Linked DNA regions of Canis lupus: region 2 is linked to region 1. A link is a contact called in public Hi-C data. All regions are on one chromosome and are shown on one strand. The core of a region is the stretch at or near the end of the contact, and the rest is flanking DNA. Distances in the headings are between cores, read along the strand shown. Region 1 holds the start of YARS2 (tyrosine--tRNA ligase, mitochondrial). Region 2 holds the start of LOC477647 (dol-P-Glc:Glc(2)Man(9)GlcNAc(2)-PP-Dol alpha-1,2-glucosyltransferase).

Region 1 (2,672 bases), core at 47-2,546:
CTAATTTTTTAAATAAGATTTCATTATGTTAAATGACTTTATAATGTTATGTAATGGAAAGGTCCTGTAGGGAATAATTTAGCCCATGGCCCAGATGCCTGCTTCAGGATCCGGGCACTCAATCTCCCAGCTGCTGAGCTTATCAAGTTGCTAATGGTTCACAGCTGAGACCATTTCTGCATCTAGCTCTCTGCCAAAGCCTTGCCCAAGGTTTTGCCTCCTCTGCAGGGGCATCCCACATTGAATGGCTGGACAAGAAACAAGGCCTGCCCCTTGTTTCAACTTAGAATGAATCTGAAAGGAAACCCTAGCTCCAGAGCCCCCGTGGGATTGACTATTTGAGGCTGCTACTGCAAACTGTTGACAGTTCACTCTCTCCCTCAGCCCAGCCCTGCCTCCATCACTCTAGTACAGATGTTGTTCCAAGTGTACACCCCATAGTCCTTCACGCAGATCTCCAACCCGACCTTACACAGTTAGTGTTGAAAGTGGTCCCAGAAATGGACCCTAAAATCGGGTCTTGGAGCTGGATTCCATGCTAGCCAACTGGCAAGGAGAACCCCATCCTTGGTGAGTGGAGTACCGATAGCACCTGTCACGCTGTGGCAACGTGATGACTAATTAGAACCCGCTTACACTAAAGCTGTGTCCCGCCTGGTTACCTGTAATTGTTAAACGGATAAACGAAACACGGGGTTTTCTGCATTTATTGTATTGACCTCGCTCTCAGCATAGCTCGGACAAGCCTGCCACCTCCCGGAGAAGCTAATGTGTACGCGTGGTTGAGGCGCTGTCGTCCCCTTGGGGAATCCCTACTAGGAGTTTGGGTTCCAACGCCAACTTTGTATCTCTCCATTCAGTTAAACCAATTTCCAACCCATCGCCACCTCTCTGAACAAGTTTTTGCATAGAACCAAGAATCCACAGGAACCCGCGCATCACAATTTTTTTTTTTTTACCCGAAAATTTAAACAAAACCTAGCATTTGTAAGAGGGCTTAAGAGGTGCCAAGCGCTCTCTTAGTCCCCACAAGGGCCCCCTGGCATAGGAACTATTATCACAGACACACCTACGTTACGAATGAGGAAATAAATTTTAGCTGATTTAAGGTGACCGCAGGGTAAGCGGAATCCTCGCTTGAGTCGTCAGAACTCCAACGACTGCTGAGAACTCAAGCTCCGTAACTAAGTGACCGCCCCGCCCCGCCCCGCCCCGCCCGGGCATGCGCAGAAAAACACGGAAGTAGCTTCCGTAGAAACTGCAAGAGGTTGGCGCCGAGGGGCGTGGCGAGGGCTCTGATATCCCAGCATTCCCATCGTGCCGAGTCCAACATGGCGGCCCCCATGTTGCGGCGCTTTCCCCGGGGCCGGCGGTTTGGGACCCCGGGCGTGTCGGGAGTCTTGCTCCTGGGACAGCGTGAGGCCCGTTCGGGCGCTCAGGGGTTGCTGGCGGTGCAGAAGGCCCGGGGTCTGTTCAAGGAGTTCTTCCCCGAGAAGGGGACGAAGGTAGAGCTGCCCGAGCTCTTGGACCGCGGCTCGGGCAGCTTTCCCCAGACCGTCTACTGCGGCTTCGACCCCACAGCCGACTCGCTTCACGTGGGGCACCTGCTGACGCTGCTGGGCCTGTTTCACTTCCAGCGAGCGGGCCACAACGTGATCGCCCTGGTCGGGGGGGCCACCGCGCGCCTCGGAGACCCCAGCGGCCGCCCCAAGGAGCGCGAGGCGCTGGCGCCGGAGCAGGTGCGGGGGAACGCGCGCGCCCTCCGCCGAGGCCTCGAGGCCGTGGCGGCTAATCACCAGCGGCTCTTCGCCAACGGGCGGCCCTGGGGAAGCTTCACGGTCCTGGACAACGCGGCCTGGTACCAGGGGCAGCACCTGGTGGACTTCCTAGCGGCCGTGGGCGGCCACTTCCGCATGGGCACGCTCCTGAGCCGCGCGAGCGTGCAAGCCCGGCTGCAGAGCGCCGGCGGGATGAGCTTGGCCGAGTTTTTATACCAGGTGCTCCAGGCTTACGACTTCTACTATCTGTTCCAGCATTACGGATGCCGGGTCCAGCTGGGTGGGTCCGACCAGCTGGGCAACATCACGTCCGGATACGAGTTTATCCACAAGTAAGCGCCTTCGGGGACCCCCTGGGTGGCTCTGCGGTTCAGCGCCCGCGCTCGGCCCGGGGCGTGACCCTGGGGTCCCGGGATCGAGTCCCGCGTCGGGCTCCCTGCACGGAGCCTGCTTCTCCCTCTGCCTGTGTCTCTGCCTCTTTGTGTGTGTGTGTCTCATGAATTAAAAAAAAAAAAAAAAAAAAAAACCGGTAAGGGCATCCAGCCCCAGGCAAAATTTTGTGTCCAAATAATTCACCCACGAGTAGCCTGTAATCCACTATCAGGAATAGGGAACGACGCCCTTTCCGCGTCCTTTTGGGTTTTACCCCCACTACACCTGTAATGCTGTTAATGTGATTGGCTACCGGGAGCTAAAGGGCTGCATTTGACGGCACTAGGCCTGGAACGCATTCTTAGAGCTCAGCAGGCAGCAGACCACGCGTCGGGATTCAGATCCGGCTTCCCCGGAGGAACGCTGTGTTTTTTGACTTGAGAAACTGCTTTTTCGTTGTTGGAGCGTGAACGCCCCCGTGTTGTCTCCTTGGAGTTTCTGCTTTGGCTCTGGCAGGTTCCG
Region 2 (2,672 bases), core at 127-2,626, 1.0 Mb before region 1:
TTTTATTTTATTATTTTATTTTGAGAAAGAAGCAGTCAGAGAGATCAAATCACAGGTTCTATGATGATAGGTAACCTCTACTGAGCCAAGAATCACGCCGAATCCTCTGTACTTAACCCCGCAAAACGTCCTACGGGACATCCCGTTAGAACAGTCGTTCGCAAATGAGTAACCAGAAATTAATCAAAATTAATTCCCTGGGTCGCAGGTCCTCGTAAACACGCAAAGGCCTAATAAAATCAGGCCTTCAACTACAGACTTTATACTTCCCACCACGATTCGACATCGCCTTCCCGGAAGAGTACAGGTGATACTAGTACCTCTGCTTTATTTTTTGATGTCTTACATTTACGTAGCCAATGATATATTCAAACGTGATGCCGTTTCCCCGGGCCCCAGTCTATCCAATTAAGAGGAAAAAGTCCCTGTAAACGCCCAGGACGGAGTTAATGTCACTTGCCACTCCTTGATGGCTGAATGTCCTCCTAACATCTTACATCTATCTCCCTCTCACAATTTACATCACTTAAATCATTTGAGTTAAAAACAATTATTATAATTACTATTGAGTCCGTACGGCTCTAGTGGGCATTGTTCTAAGCACCTCCCATTTATTAAGCTCCACCCCCCCCCCCCCCGCCCGTTCCCCCGAAATAGACCCTGAGGCCCTTGACCAGGGCACTCCAGCGATGCTTTCGGACATTTCCAAGCGGTGGCCCGATGCCTCTCGTCTGGGGACCGGGCACGAAAGCCTGGGAGAGGTCACTCTCCCATCGCCTGCCGAGGACAGGGACACCGACTGGGTACCTGGGTTGTACCCTGCGGTAAAGCAGATCGTTTCCCAGGAGTCCATCTCCCGGAGCAGGACCTCCTGGGGCACAGGTGCGCTCCTGTTCGCTCCCTAGGTGGGCAGGCACGGGAACGAACGGATTGCCCACTTCCCTTCGTCTTTCCGAGCTGAAAGGCTAGAGCGGAGGGACCAAAGGACAAGGGTGGAAGGAAGAAGTGCTGGGTGGGGACAGGTCGCGCGCCCCACCTGCGAGAGGGAGAAGTGGCCCTCACAGTAGCGCTGCGCCTGCGGCAGGTGGAAGATCTCGTCCATGTAGGGCTCTCGCAGCGCCCGGCTGAAGGCGGAGAAGAGGAGACAGGACACCAGAAAGGTGCAGCTCAGGGCAGCCGAAAAGTAGTAGCCCTCGAGCTGCGCCATGCCCGTCCCCATAGCCACCGCGCCGGAACCGCGCCCCGGAAAACCTGCTCGGGGCTCCCCGAGCCCGCAGAGCCGAGCTGGAAACTCGGGCTCGAAATGGGCGCGCAAGGCGGGACTGGCCGGACGGGACTGAGCATAGCCGGAAAGCAAAGGATGCTGGGAGAGCGCGGACCTTCCCCCTCCCCGCCCCCCCAGCGAACTTCCGGAGGAATCCGGTCACTGTTTCCGGAGTGACGAGTTTAGGTAACGGACCGGGCTGCTGGCCTGTCAATCACGTTGCGCGGAGGCCGCGGAGTGGACAGAGCCACCAGGAGGGGCGGGCCTCGGGGTCCACGCGCGCCGCACATTCGCGGCTAGTGCTTCCAGCCCGCAGCTTCCCGGTGGGTTTTTTTTTTTTTTTTTTTTTTCCAGCTCGTTTCCACTTCCTGACCAGGAGGTGGCGGCCCTCCCCCGCGTTTGCAATCACGAAGCTTTTCAGAATTTGCCCGTTTCCTCCCCATTTTTTTTTTTTTTTTTTTGGTCCTGTGATCTGAATTGCAATCTGCGATGGCAGAGTATTTGATATCCGCAACTTTGGCGGGTGGGAGGGGAACGTTGGTTATGGAAGCTAAGATTAATACTTTCCGGTTAAAACGTGATGATCCTGCTGGGTGAACCTCACGAATTACAAGTGTTTTTTTGTTTTGTTTTGTTTTGTTTTGTTTTAAGGTTAAAAAGGAACTCTTTCAGGGCAGCCCGGGTGGCTCAGTGGTTGAGCATCTGCCTTGGGCCCAGGGCGTGACCCTGGAGACGCAGGATCGAGTCCCACGTCCGGCTCCTTGCATGGGGCCTGCTTCTCCCTCTGCCTCTCTATGTCTCTGATGAATAAATAAATGAAATCTTAAAAAAAAAAAAAAAGAAAAAGAAAAAAGACTTGCAGAATGTGGGTACTCTCAAAGGGGATTTAGTGACATCGGCATTCATAGCGCACTCTGATAACCGGATTGAAGTACTCTACAGGGGTTGGGGAAAGCAATCATCTCAGGATTTGGGTCCTTTTAGATAAGAGGAAGGCGGGCTCTATGCCTTCAAGTTTGATTGTGCTTGTTAACATCTCTATCGCAGTATTTTATCTTCATTTTTAGATAATAAGCACTAGCATTATGCAGCACTTGTATTGGTAGCCCCGCCGCTTAGGAATTAGTTGGACAGTTAGGAAATCGGGGCCAAGAAAATACGGAGTCAGGACAGCTTTAAAAAAACAAAAACAAAAACAAAAACCAAAAAACAAAACGGCACCAACATCCTGTTTTGCAGCTTGGAGAGGACCGCGCTAACATTTTGGTTTGCAGCCTTGGCAGAAATGACTTCTGCAAAACATCCTAGCATAAGACAGTTAACCACAAAGCATTTGTTAATATCACGGGCAAGGGACCTTGAAGGTATAAGACCCCAAATGTCAGCAAAAGAAAAGAAGAAGAAGAAA

Evidence for each region. A called contact is a pair of places that touch in the nucleus more often than the background predicts.
Region 2: a Hi-C map of blood shows a contact between it and region 1, with 5 times the contacts expected there. The contact joins the promoter of LOC477647 here to the promoter of YARS2 in region 1. A contact is called at or near these places in 3 of 9 Hi-C or Micro-C datasets (blood and liver).

The regions. Positions count from the first base shown.
Region 1 is chr27:30,433,669-30,436,340 of UU_Cfam_GSD_1.0, reverse strand. It overlaps YARS2 (tyrosine--tRNA ligase, mitochondrial), which reads left to right and starts at 1,296. Exons shown (of 6, transcript XR_005380019.1): 1 at 1,296-2,110.
Region 2 is chr27:31,451,936-31,454,607 of UU_Cfam_GSD_1.0, reverse strand. It overlaps LOC477647 (dol-P-Glc:Glc(2)Man(9)GlcNAc(2)-PP-Dol alpha-1,2-glucosyltransferase), which reads right to left and starts at 1,376. Exons shown (of 3, transcript XM_038576159.1): 1 at 1,037-1,376. The coding sequence starts at 1,219.